Regions from separate parts of the Mus musculus genome. Here all the other regions are linked to region 3. The links are chromatin contacts, called in public HiChIP or PLAC-seq and promoter capture Hi-C maps. All regions are on one chromosome and are shown on one strand. Each heading gives the region's core, a stretch centred on a gene start, on an enhancer-like site or on the middle of the called end of the contact. The rest is flanking DNA. Distances are from core to core; before and after follow the strand shown. Region 1 overlaps Extl2 (exostosin-like glycosyltransferase 2). Region 2 holds the start of Vcam1 (vascular cell adhesion molecule 1). Region 3 holds the start of Slc35a3 (solute carrier family 35 (UDP-N-acetylglucosamine (UDP-GlcNAc) transporter), member 3).

Evidence for each region. HiChIP or PLAC-seq counts read pairs in DNA pulled down with a chosen protein or histone mark. Capture Hi-C pulls out chosen DNA fragments and counts their contacts.
Region 1: a contact with region 3 is called in an H3K4me3 HiChIP or PLAC-seq map of craniofacial prominence, with 6 times the contacts expected there. The contact joins the enhancer-like site here to the promoter of Slc35a3 in region 3. A contact is called at or near these places in 12 of 39 promoter capture datasets (the 3T3-L1 cell line, 3T3-L1-derived adipocytes, the C10 cell line and 7 more), 3 of 484 Hi-C or Micro-C datasets (bone marrow-derived macrophages, cochlea and embryonic stem cells), 5 of 115 datasets of contacts at active chromatin or transcription factors (the 230-238 cell line, bone marrow-derived macrophages, craniofacial prominence and 2 more) and 2 of 9 other capture datasets (adipose tissue and liver).
Region 2: a contact with region 3 is called in a promoter capture Hi-C map of liver. The contact joins the promoter of Vcam1 here to the promoter of Slc35a3 in region 3. A contact is called at or near these places in 1 of 115 datasets of contacts at active chromatin or transcription factors (astrocytes) and 2 of 9 other capture datasets (adipose tissue and liver).

Annotation. Positions count from the first base shown.
Region 1 is chr3:116,027,634-116,032,399 of GRCm38.p6, forward strand. Extl2 (exostosin-like glycosyltransferase 2) reads left to right here. Exons shown (of 5, transcript NM_001163514.1): 5 at 1-1,383. Among named protein-coding and RNA genes, the nearest start is that of Extl2, 22 kb to the left of the region's middle. Within about 2 kb of position 2,963, at least 18 of the 459 cell types and tissues checked have an H3K27ac peak or open chromatin away from gene starts, as enhancers often do. A contact at or near this core is called in hippocampal neurons, where this site is marked.
Region 2 is chr3:116,127,375-116,131,533 of GRCm38.p6, forward strand. Vcam1 (vascular cell adhesion molecule 1) reads right to left here and starts at 2,314. Exons shown (of 9, transcript NM_011693.3): 1 at 1,930-2,314; 2 at 1,159-1,434. The coding sequence starts at 1,993.
Region 3 is chr3:116,709,415-116,714,149 of GRCm38.p6, forward strand. It overlaps Slc35a3 (solute carrier family 35 (UDP-N-acetylglucosamine (UDP-GlcNAc) transporter), member 3), which reads right to left and starts at 2,866. Exons shown (of 8, transcript NM_144902.4): 1 at 2,669-2,866.

The DNA.
Region 1 (4,766 bases), core at 1,713-4,212, 680 kb before region 3:
AATAGAAACAAAAAAACCATATGCGGTACTTCTAGAATATAAAACACATGGACCTTCAAAAGCCAAGAAGTTGGCCTTACCGGGATAGGATTTCCTGTGAAGAGCTTTTGTCCAAGATGGTGACATTATTGTTTACATCTCGAGACTGCTCCTCAGTTTGTTTGAGCCCTGGCATTTGCCTCAAGGCCCTACAGCAAGCTGCTTCCAGAGACTCACAAGAGACAATTTTCAGCTTTTCGGTGAAGGTCGATTGTTTTTATTTGAAGCCTGAAATGCCTGCGGTATAGGGAAAAGCCATGTGAGGAGAGTTTAGTCTGAACTCAGTGTTGAGAGCCAGGAAAATTCCTGGTTGCCGGTGTCTTTCTGGTCCATCTCACAGAACTGACTGAGCCCAGCACGGTTCTAACGAAGCTGTCAGTGCTGGTGTCTCTGCTGTTACGCCTGTTGGTGACTGGGAGTGTAAGTTTTCATGGCTGACTGTTGTTTAATTGGTTTTTATTGGTTTGGTTTGGTTTGGTTTTTGTGTGAGCCTACTCTGCATGGATCACTGAAATGTGCCAGCCATGTTTCTTATATGTAACTTGTATGCAACAAGGAATCAGTGTGTCCCTGTAATCTGTCACCGCATATGACCTTGAGAATCTACATTAGTTCTTATATTTTACAGAATGTGTTGAATAATGAATAAATATGTATAAAAATAACTTCTGGAAGAATGGTTAAGTAGAAGCTAGCAGAAATAAAAAACTTTAGTATCAAAGATCTTTATTATTAAAGCATAGGCTACCTTGTGAGTATTTAATAACTGTATTGCACAAAAATGTTTCCATACAGAACCCAGGATTTTGTTAGGATTTTTTTTAAGTCCCAATTCATGACGAAATTTCAATTACATGGTTGTTGAAAATAAAAAGGACTGAGCCATCATGTGAGAAGGCAGTGGGATGCTCTCAGGAGTTCACTGTTCCTACCACACACCTCTCGCTGTGGGAGCCAGTGTCTGTGTCTTGCCTGCTGTCCTTTGGTTTGACCTTGTTCACCACTACTGAAAAGAAATAATCTATCAGGCCTCTGTGTATCACTTTTCTTCTTCTCTTCATATAAGGCGTGAAAATAGGAGAATACTGACCACCCAAGTTCCACTGCAAGACCTTCCCGCCGTCAGTTCAGCGTCTGTTTGTCTAACAATGTATGTGTGTGTCTTAATGCAATCAGAAATATATTTCATTTGATCCCATTAAAACTTATGTCAGTTACATGCTTTGTCCACATTTGGTAATACACTTTTGCTTCTTGGTTGTCCACATTTGGTAATACATTTTTGCTTCTTGGTCATCCACTGTCAAATAAATAAACGTCAGCTGGCCACTGTGTTAATAACTGAGCGGGTGCTCTGGTGACGTGTTCCGTGTTTCTCTGTACTTGGCAGTACCACTCACTGTGAAGCTGAAAACTTGATGTGTTCACCAGGAATAAGTTTCCTATTGGGAAGATAGCCCTGTGTTTGATTGAAAATTTTAAATAACCATGTGAATTGTACTATTTTCTCTCATATTATGAATCATCAACAAAAATACTTTTAGGTCTATATAAGAAAGATTTCTACACTGTGGCTAGACCTCCTAAGACCATCTTTCCATGAAAACCTTTTACTCGTACTCCACATGATCCAAAATCACTTGTGCGGGCTCAAAACTACACCTGTGTAGCAGTGTAGCTCAGGAGTGAAGCCTACAGGCTCTGCTATTAGACTCCGGGACGAAATCCTTGCCAGACATCACATTTGAAGAGCCCCTGTTTGTCAAAATGTGATTGTTTTATATATATCCTAAACGTTGGAAAACTAAGGACAGGTTAATATTCATAGGTTTTATTAAGAATTGGTTTTAAATAATAAGAGAGGTGGTATGTCTGACTAGAGTCATACGTCATAGTCATAGCGGCTTCCCCATTTCAGATGTTCAAAGCGTTAAAGCTGTTAGGTTGCTCTAATGCTAGAAAACCCAACATCCACAAAGGGAGATACGGAGAGCACTGTCTGTGCACAGTACCCAGGAACCAAAGGCTTGTTCCTTGTTTTCATTCTTTATATACTTTCCCCCCTGTGTTTTGTTTTGGAGACAGTTTTATCCTTTAATGTAGGCTGGCCTCAAACTCAAGGCCCCTCCTGCCCGAGTCTCCCAAAATGCTGAGATTAGAGACATGAGACATCATCACACCTGGCTCTTCACATTAAAGCCACAGTACGTATGTATTCTATCAGTTTGGACACATTTACAGCAGTGTAAAGAAATCAAAGATCACCCCTGTAATCCCAGCACTCAGATGGCTGAGGGAGGAGAATTCCTGTGAAGATCAGCCCTGCTACAGAGTAAGACCCTCTCTCTCTCTCTCTCTCTCTCTCTCTCTCTCTCTCTCTGTGTGTGTGTGTGTGTGTGTGTGTGTGTGTGTGTGTGTGTGTGTGTGTGTGTGTGTTGGTTAGAGGACAACGTTTCAGAGTCAATTAGATCCTCCCACAATGTGGGTTAGAAGTATCAAGCTCAGATGCTTAGGCTTCGTAGCAAGTGCCTTTCCCACTAAGGCTTCTCCCCAGCCCTGAACAGATGCTTCCGTAGCACCAGGACTCCCCAGCCTGCTCCCTTGTCATCCCACTGTGAGGAGACCAGGACTCTGTACTCCCCAGCCTGCTCCCTTGTCATCCCAGTGTGAGGAGACCAGGACTCTGTACTCGCCAGCCTGCTCCCAGTTCACTTGCTACCTCCTTGCTATGCAATACTGGATACATCACCCTACCTTACAGATCTATGAGCATAGCCCGTGATTGTTCCCTTAAAATGAAGTCCAACGAAATTGCACACCTGGATCGATCTAGTGAGATTCATTTCTTTTATGGGCTTTGATACATACTGCTAGATTCCTCTACAACTGTTGTCATGGTGACACTATTAATAGCACATCTGAGAACACCTGTTTCCCCCAGCCTTCCTGACTTCCGGCATTTCCGTTTTCCTGTCATCTGCTCGTTCCACATAAAATATCTGAGGGTTTCAGGGTATTAAAGGCTTCTCCTTCACAGAACTTGATGTTGAGGAGGCCGAACAGACAGACAAGGAAGTGTTCAGTGACAGCTCAAAGGGCGGTAAAAGCTTCAGGAAGCTTTAAAAATGCTTCTAGGAACTATTTCCAGGTTGCTGTATAGACATGTAATTAATAGACCGCCGATGTCAGCTTTTGTCTTACTAAGACTCCCAACTTTGTTCTCCCTCCACCCCGCCCCAACACACAAGTCCTGGTCTTGATTCACCTCCATATTCTCTCCTTCTGTGAAGTCTCTCACAACATAAAACCCATTTATTTTCTAACACACACTTGCACTGGGTCCTGACCCTTCTTAATGTCCTTCCCTGTAGGGTAAGGATGAAAGGAACATTTGCCATGAAACTTTACATGTTGCACTTGTTTGGGAAGGATGCTGTATACCAGAAAGAATTTGACAGTGCCTTCAGAAATCACAGAAATACCCATCAAAGAAAAAGGACCGTGCAGCCAGGTGATTTTTGAAGTTAGTTATGAAGTATGGGTGGATCAAAATCATAGCGTTGAAAGAGAGCAAGCCTCTGCAAACACCAAAACAGTTTAGGAAGCCCACTGCAGCAAAGGATGTGCTTGCTTGCTTGTTTGTTTGTTTGCTTGTTTGTTTTTGCTCTGTAGTCCAGTCTGGTCTTTAGTTTATCATCTGGCTCATCCTTCAGTTTAGGGTCTTCCTGTCTCAGTGTCTTGATCACTGGGATTATAGGCAAGGGTATCATGCCTGTCCACAGAGAGAATTCCCATGAAATTTATGTGACAGAGTCTCTGTATCTCAGCATTTCATTGATTTCCGAGAAGAAAATATCAAAAACCCAATTGGGGTTTTATTTTTTAGTTCTTTTTTGTTTGTTTGTTTTGCTTTTATCACAAGAAAGCAGCTTTATTTCATACCAGGTGTTAACTTGGACTAATCGTGTGTGTGTCTGTGTGTGTGTGTGTGTGTGTGTGTGTGTGTGTGTGTGTGTGTGTGTTTCTAGGCCATCTGGCAGTTTGGGGCAGATTGTTCTGGTTGTTACAACTGGAGGTGTGCTACTCACCACTGATATGTTAAGGGGATGTTGCTAAGCACCCACCAGTGAACAGAGAGGATTTGACAGTGACACAGCTGAGAAAAAGCCTGCTTAGCACCATTTGTTAGGTCATTTGGTTATTACTTATCTACATGGCATGACTTCTCACCTGTAAGTTCCATGCTAGTGTGACAATGCCTATGGGGATGCAAACTCGAGGGAAAATGTGCTTGTCTGATAACACGTCCAGTGTGTGAGGCTGTGAGCATGGCTCCATCAGAAAGCCACAGACATCTCCTGTGATGGCTTTTTCGGACTGATTCCTCTCCTCTGGTCCACATTCATCTTCCATTCTTACATTGAAGAAATGCAGAAGACAGCTTGCTTTTCTGAGAAGGACTTGGGGGAAAAAAAGCATATTTCGGATGTGCCAGATAGAAGCATTACATAATACTCTCTGTATTCAAATAGCATATCTTGAATCTGAGAAAGCTGGCAAAAATGTATTGGAGAAAGCTAAATATAAATTTTAAAGCATGTTTGCATGCATAAGGGTGTGTTTGTTTGTTTGTTTGTTTGTTTGTTTGTTTGTTTAAATCACAAGCAATACACATCTAGTAAAGGCTATCAGAATGGGAACATTCTTTTTTCTTTTTTTTTTTCTAG
Region 2 (4,159 bases), core at 1,064-3,563, 580 kb before region 3:
GAAATGTGCCTAGAATCCACACAGTTTAATGACAGGTAATATAAGAACTCGCTACTCTTTCCTGGTATTTATATAACAGGACCTTCCAAGGAGCTCAGAAGGCTGCCTAGACATAAACTATGCATGCAGAGCCAGCATAATTGAAAGCAGCCGTCCAGGCTCAGCTGCTTGGGAAGCCCAGCTTCAGGAGGGGCTTGCTGAAATTTCAATTAAGGTTCATTGGCAAAGTTGGGCTGGAGCACAGTAGGAAGGTACCAAGGTGATTAAAAGATGAATCAAACAAGATGCTCATGAAGAAATGCCTTATGGGAGTCTCATTTCTTTCTTTCTTTCTTTCTTTCTTTCTTTCTTTCTTTCTTTCTTTCTCTCTCTCTCTCTCTCTCTCTCTCTCTCTCTCTCTCTCTCTCTCTCTCTCTCTCTCTCTCTCTCTCTCTCTCTCTCTCTTTCTTCTTTTTGGAAAGCAACACCATCAGTAACCAAAGAAAAATGATTCCTATAGGGCCCATTTCCCCCCACCTCTCCTTGGTAGTTTCATTTGCCGATTTGAGGATGATAGTAGGATGCATTTTGGGTAGGCTAGGGTAATATGGGTACCTGCACATATGCCTGAGACAGATCTAACTTATTAAACAAAAACTCTCTGAGATATAAAAGCAAAGCTCTCTGGCAGCAACAACAAAACCTCCCAAATTTATCTGCATCAAATGACTGAAATGTTAATAGATGTTTTAATTATGTCTATGCAGAAGGTTTGCATACTCTCAGAGTTCCCGAGCCTACAAGCAGATCCCAGAAAGAAGGAACTCATCAATCCTTTGGATACATTAATACATGAACGTGTAGAAATACCCCCAAATGGAAGATTAGAGGGGAAAAAACTAACTAATAGAACCAGGGGGAGGTTCACACTGCGCTAAGAACTGGAGCCAAGAAGGTGTGAGTCTCTTTTACATGGGCACCATTTTTTTGGCAAACAAGGACACAGGGGTTAAAATTTAGTTTCCTGTTCTTAACTAGCTTCTTCTTTCTCTGGCTTTATTGAAATTGTGCATTTGCTAGCTAAAAATCTAGATACTCTTTAAAAGTCTCTGTTTAATATATCGTTAATTTTTTTTCAAACAAAATCAAGAGAAAGCAAAAGCTCCTTCCTTCACTTACAGTAGATGTCCACGTGGATACTTCGTTCCAGCTTCCCAGAGCCACATGTTGCTGTGCACAGGTAAGAGTGTTCATTCTCAAAACTGACAGGCTCCATGGTCAGAACGGACTTGGACCCCTCCGTCCTCACCTTCGCGTTTAGTGGGCTGTCTATCTGGGTTCTCCATGAGAACAATGGTGACTCGCAGCCCGTAGTGCTGCAAGTGAGGGCCATGGAGTCACCGATTTGAGCAATCGTTTTGTATTCAGGGGAGATCTCGATTTTAAAAGCTTGAGCTGAAAAGAGAGAGAGAGAGAGAGAGAGAGAGAGAGAGAGAGAGAGAGAGAGAGAGAACAAGTTTACCATGGTCTGCCCCATACTGTGTCCTTTTTCTCTTGCGCAGCAATACAGTGTCCAAAGCACAGCTGGGATGATCTACTTTTTAAACTGTCTCAGACTAATAGCACAAGACAGACCCAAAGCCCTGAAGTTGCTCTTGAGGAAGGTGCTGGAATCGTCACCGCGAAGAAGAATGCTCAGTTCTGACTTTGAAGCCCATTGCACAAAGTTTTTTTTTTTTTTTTTTTTTTTTTTTTTGTCACTTTCTAAGCTTGATTTCATTGTCGAATACAGGAAACTAAAGAGATAGACCCACTACCGATATAATCCAAATTACTCATTTGACAGTGGAAAGAAAATCCGTCCCCAGCTCTGTCAGAATACTGGCTCTTATAGCAAAGCTCTGTAGTACACCAGAAGCTGTAGATGTGTGAAATAGGTCAGGAACTTACAGACTGCAAACAGTATCCAAAGTACCGTTGAGGCTCCCAAGACCGCGACCATCTTCACAGGCATTTCAAGTCTCTGCTTCAAAGCCTTCTTTGTGCCCCACGTGAAAAGTGTCTGGGAAAAGTGTTCAGCCTCCAAAGCCAGCCGGGCTGGTGTGAGTGAAATAGAAAGTCTGCTCTTTATAAAGGGTCTTGCTAGAGAGGCGGAGGGAAATCCCTTCAAGGGGAAACCCAGAGCCAGGGAAAAAGTTTAACTGACAGCCAGCCAAGTCCCCACGTTAACCCCTTCAGCTGCTTTCTGGGCTGAAGTCATTCTGAGTCCTGGGAAACACGACACTTCCAAGTATATAAATCTCTGGCTTTTCCTGACCTTCAGCTCCGAAAGGGCTATCTCTCCTGAAAAGATGATTGCAAAATGAAACTGCCAACAGTGTGTGTGTGTGTGTGTGTGTGTGTGTGTGTGTGTGTGTGACAGCAAAGACAGAGATCACTCAGTAAATAACCACTGACTTTTCTTCATTAAGAAATGCATTTGCAATTTAAAAAATAAAAATTGTTCTCTTTCAACAAAAAAAGGAAAATATCCTTTATTTGTTTTTATTGACCCATTATCATGAGTCACTCTTTTAGAATGTGAGTCAGTAGTTCTTATTTTTATACTCTTTTATTCATAAGTGAATTTTTGACAAAAAAAAAACCTCCCTGAAATAACTTTCTGAAGTAGTAAATGAAAGGACGTTGATGCAGAATGAAGGGAATTATCTTTTCTTTTGTTTGACAATGCCCCAGCCCTTTGACCCATTGCTGGATGACAGGAAGTCTTTTGCAGACTTGAACGCTAAAAAATGGGATCTGTCTGCTAAATTTTTGTGGTGGATTTCTTTGGCTGCATTATTTAGCCACAAGTCCAATTGAATATGTAAACAGATTAGCTTTAGGAGATGAATTGACAACCATTTTTTTATTATTATTTTCTACTCCCAGTGAAATGACTTTTTGAAAGACTCAATTAAGTGTCTTAAATGCCTCTGTAGGTCTTACACATGCATAGCCCATGTCCTTGCAAAATGCTTGCCCATCAGAAAGAAACCGGAATAGCCACTTCCTTGTATTATACACATGTGGGTTTACCTCCCACATGGCATTATCAGTTCCCTGCATGGCCAGGACTAGTTCTTATTCATAGTTGTTTCTATTCCATATATATATATATATATATATATATATATATATATATATATATATATATAATGGTTTTATATATAACGACTATAAAACCTGCAGCATCTTCTAGATGTTTAAAATCTAGAAGAGAAACGTTCAAAATACTGAATGTAGTTCATAAGTGCCACGTGAGAGAAAAAAATAATTCCACAAGAAAGGTATAGTTCCCAGACATCTGGGCACATGTAAAATTAACAGTATCATGTCATTGGACAAAGGCTATCAGTGAGACCCACAGTCGCCAACTGCTCCAACCTGGCAGGAGAGACTTCTGAATTCCCTCTTGAGAATACATGTGGCTCCCACTGAGAGGCAAGTATAAAAGGGAAGTTGAGGGATATATTTTAGGGCTATGACGACATATCCAGGGATCGATGACATTAGCTGCCATGTCATCTAGAGGACCTCAACAATGTCATGTCATAAAAGGAGAGTATAGACTACCCCCTACTGATTCTCACCTTCTCCATAGATCAAAGGCATGTAAGAAAATGTTAATCCATGTCTTTGACACTTAAAAATAAATAACTACTTGGATCATGCAGACTCATCTTATTTGGTATCAGTTCTCACCCAAGTGAGTGGAGAAATAATTCCTATCAGGAAAGGAGAATAGTACATACAACAGAGGAAGTGAAAAAAAAAACTATTTGGTGGATTCCACAAGGTCAAATCCTTCCTCGTTTAAGAACCACTACTCTAACATATAGCTAAAGAACTCTCCGTGGCTATGTAGATCTTTTATAGCAGCTTCATTAGAGACCCAAGAGCCTGAAGTTTGAAGTTGGATCAGTTGTTTTTGAAGCAAATACTGAGGACCAAGATTAAGCCAGTCCTAATTCTGCAGTCCTTATATGGTTAATCATCATGATTTTCCTATGGCCGTTCCTTCACCAAACATCACGTCTGTGTCTCAGATGTAAAATACAAAAAGTAAAGGGAAAGGACTCAAAGGCATGGAGCCTGCCTTCTTTGAAGGAGCTTCCCAAGAAGTTGGGGGGGGGTGTGG
Region 3 (4,735 bases), core at 1,616-4,115:
CTGAAATTCTACCTCACACCAGTCAGAATGTCTAAGAATAAAAACTCAGGTGACAGCAGATGCTGGCAAGGATGTAGAGAAAGAAGAACACTCCTCCATTACTGGTGGGATTTCAAGTTGGTATAACCACTTTGGAAATCAGTCTGGAGGTTCCTCAGAAAACTGTACATAGTACTACCTGAGTACCTAGCTATACCACTCCTGGGCATATACACAGAAAATTCTCCAACATATAACAAGGACACATGCTCCACTATGTTCATAGCAGCCTTATTTATAACATCCAGAAGCTGGAAAGAAACTAGATGTCCTTCAACAGAGGAATGGATACGGAAAATGTGGTACATTTACACAATGGAGTACTACTTAGCTATTAAAAACATTGAGTTCATGAAATTCTTAGGCAAATGGATGGAACTAGAAATTATCATTTTGAGTAAGGTAACCCAGTCATAAAAGAACACACATGATGTGCACTCACTGATAAGTGGATGTTAGCCAAAAGCTCAGAATACCCAAGATACAATTCACAGACCACATGGAGCTCAAGAAGAAGGAAGACCAAATTGTGGATGCTTCAGTCCTTAGAAGGGGAACAAATTACTCATGGGAGAAATACGGAGACAAAGTGTAGAACCGAGACTGAAGGAAAGGTCATTCAGAGACTGCCCCACCTGGGGCTCCATCCCATATACAGACACCAAACTCAGACACTATGGTAGATACCAAGAAGTACTTGCTGACAGGAGCCTGATATAGCTGAGAGGCTCTGCCAGAGCCTGACAAATACAGAGGCATATGCTCTCAGCCAACCACTGGACTGAGCACGGGTCCCTAATGGAGGAATTTGAGAAAGGACTGAAGTAACTGAGGGATTTGCAACCTCATAGGAAGAACAACAGTATCAACCAACCAGAACCCCAACCCCCAGAGCTCCCAGGGGCTAAACCACCATCCAAAGAGTACACATGGAGGGACTCATGGCTTCAGCTGCATATGTAGCAGAGGATGGTCTTGTCCCGCATCAATGGGAGGAGAGGCCCTTGGTCCTGTAAAGGCTTGATGCCCCAGTGTAGGGGAAATGCCAGGAGTGGGAAGGAGGGTGGGGAAGCACCCTCACAGAAGCAGGGGGAGGGGGAGAAGGGATAGGGAGTTTCCAGAGAGGAAACCAGGAAAAGCGATAACATTTAAAATGTAAATAAAGCATCCAATAAAAATTAAAAATATATAAATAAAAAATCCTATGGTTATCTTAAAAACATTTCAATATGTTGGGTAAAGTTACTTTTTTAAAAAGAATGTCTAGCTTAGAAATAAAACTATTTTTAAAAAAGAATGAAAGGATTACATTAACTTGTATCATGGAGTGGTTTACATTTTGAAGGGTTTTTAATGGCTACCTAAATTATTTAAAATCTATTCTTGGTTATGGATACTCCACAGTAGCTAAGCACTTACCTAGCCTTCAGTATGACCTATGTTCCATCCCTAGAACCACTAACTAAGTAAATTGTCGCTGAGTATTTCTGAGAGAACTGTCAGAGAGTGGCATTAAATCTCCAGCTTCAAAAAGCGATTGCAAAGAACTAAAATTACAGCTCAGTGACAGAGTGCTCCGTCAATTCCCACGGGGTTCACTGCCCAGCACAGCCACACACAGTGAAGAGGGGGCAGGAGTGGGGGTGTGTGGGTGGATGAAGAGAACCAGGAGATAGTGAGACAGAGAAGAGAGGGGGCCCTGCTCATGCGTGTGCTATCAGGTCAGGCGTAGTTCCAAGGCAGAAAGACTTAAAGCTGCAAGTTCCGTTTTGGAAGCTATTGGTATGGTGCACCTGAAAGTGACCAGAAAATAAGGGCAGATGCGGTAGGAAAAAATTTAAAGGGAGGGAAGTTAGTCAGACGCATAAACGTAGGAGTCATTCATTTGAAAGCAAGCAACTTGAGTTAGTAGCAACGGAATGAAGACGTGAGAAACAACCAAACATTACCTGTAACTACCAAAATAAGTGTCTACAAAGACTCAACTCAGGTGCCATCTTCAAATATTGCGTTTAATAGGATATAATAAAGGGCACACTCCTATAAGTGCCTTGCTACAGTTAAAACCCATTACTTCGTTTAATATCCCTTAATTAATCTGAACTAGCAGAAACTTGAGTTAGCTTAAATAAAATGTTCACTAAGCTCCCCACTCTTCAATACTTAGAACCCCTGCAAACTCTCGCCACACACACTGATGGACACCCATCGCCTTCGGTCTAGACTTACCACGGGCACCCTTTCCATCTCTCCAAGTCCCTGCAGCTTCTTGACTACACCGTCCTTTCTCACCGAGCAGACTCGTCCCTAGCCCGGGGTCACAGGCTGAGCCGGAGCTCCCGAAATGACCGCGGAAGGACAGGCCGCCAGCCTGGCCCCCAAGGCACTTGGCCCGCCAGTCTGGAGCTTGCAGGCACACTGCCTGCCACACCCCTCCCCTCCCGACCTTTTCCTCCTCCACCCAGAACGTTTCGGCACGTCCAGGCCGGAGGTACAAGGCGCCCATTCATCTACTCCTCATAAACTAGGGCTGCAGCCGTCCGCTGTGGTCCCGGTGGCCTCAACCGCCCCGCGCCCTCCCAGCCCGGCCTCGGCGTCCCGCCAGCTTCCCCCAGCGCCCTCCGCTCACCCGCCGTGCGGCTCGGCCAGCTGCCCGCACTGGAGCCCCGGGCTCCGCGACGCCGGGAGACCCAGGCTGCCGAGCCCGTCGGCTCCGCCGCGTCCGCTGACCCGCAGCACCGCCGGCTCCCGCCGGCTCTGTGGCCCGGACCGCTTCGGTGAGGCCCAGGCGTTTCCGGGTTCCCGCGGTCCGGTCCGCCAAAGGATCCGGCTTCCGCCTCGGCCCCGGCAAACGCCGTTCCCTGTTCGGCTCCGGGGGCCCCAGCTTCGCGCTTGCGGGACGCGTCCCTGAGGCGACCCCAACCGCGGCTGCTCCTCGCGCAGCTCCCGTGACAGTCTCACGGTCGCCGGAGAGTTTGATAGGAAGGTGTCTCTCTCCCCACAGTCCTGCGGCAGAAAGTGGCGGGATGATCTGTCACTTAAGGAAGGGGACAAAGTCCTTTGGATCAAAGAACTCTGATGAGAACCGGGAGGCGGATCTTGGCTCCTGAAAATGACCACCAGTGAGTTGAAAACAAGATTATACCTGGTGCAGGTTACCAACCTTAGTCTAGGAGCCAGCTGGTTCGGTTAGGAATGATCCCTGTCCCCCACCCTGGGAGACCTGGAAGAGTGTCAGGAACGCAGAATGGGCTTAGTGTCACTAACCAGGGGAAAGGTGAAGAGAGAAAGAGAGCAATTTACCTCTTCCTGTCTGCAAGAATCTCATGCATATTACGTTTCAGTCTGCTAATGTATTTCCAAAAGTTCCCAACCACTGTAGCCATTGCTGGCTGTGGACAGGCTGAAATGTAATATTCTGGGTCCGGATTGATCATCGGATACAGCAGATTTATCCCTTCCCTGTTAAAACAATGCTCCTAGAATTAAGCTTACGCTTCTTTGCGTGGCAAATGATTAAAACCATCCATTAGGGAAGCATCGTTAGAAAACAACGGAGAAAAATAAAATTAAATGACTGTTAGCACATGATGCCTCGCTTAAATGTTTGTGTAATCCGACCTTCAGAAAACTTCTGGGGGATGGAATGTGGATTAGATCTTGATATTTGCTAGGGTCCGAACCTAAAACGTCCCCCAAAGATTCATCATGTGGTAAAGGTTTGGTTGCCAGCTAATGGACTTTGATGTTGGGGGAAGTGAATGGATAGTGAACCTCTGACCTAAGCCACTGATGTATTAAATCTTTGAAGGTATTATTAGGAGATGGTGTAAATGGTGGCACAAGCCTATTTGGAAGAAGTGGGTCGCTGAGGGTGTGTCTTAACCTAGCCTTTCCTCTAGCTCTCTTTGCAGCCTGTATGCTTTTTTTGGTAAATAACTGCCCCAGTACATAAGTTCCAACCAGAGACCCAGAGGCAATGAAACCTAGTCACCATGAACCAAAACATCTGAAACGATGATGTTTCAGGGAGGACTAATAAGTCCTCCCTCTAAGTGGCTTTCTCAGGCAAAAAGAAAGTAACAAATACAATACTTCTTATACTTCTTACTTTTTTTTTTTTTTTGACGGGGTCTCACATTGTAGCTCAGGATGGCTCCAGGCTGGCATTGAAGGTCTCGATCTCTTAGCAACCATCCTGTCTCAGCCTCTCTGTGCTAGCTAGGATCAAAAGCTAGAGCACTCAAATCTGCTTTCTATCCCCTTTTTCCTCCCTACCAACCCCCCCCCCCCCAATTATTGCCAATTGACCCTAGGCCTTTGTACCTCATATACTTCCCACTGAACCCTTTCTCCATTTTTTAAAAAAGAAACTCTGTTGGCATTCCTTCTAAGCTCTGCCCAACCTGACTATCTCCAGGTAGACCTGGCTAGTCCCTCCTCACTCTCTTACTCTTTCTGCCTTTTTCTCTCTCTGATCCCTTTCTCTGCTCTCCCCTTCCTCCTCCCCCCACTCTCTTCTGTTCCTAGCCAGCCTCTCCTCTCCTCTCTCCTCTCCCTCCTCTTCCCCTCCCCCTCCTCCTCTCTTCCTCCCCCTCTCTCTGTCTCTACTCAACTCCCCTTCCCATGTCTCTATAAATAAACTCAATTCTATACCATATCTGTCGTATGGCTGGTCTTTGGAGGGTGTGGGGAG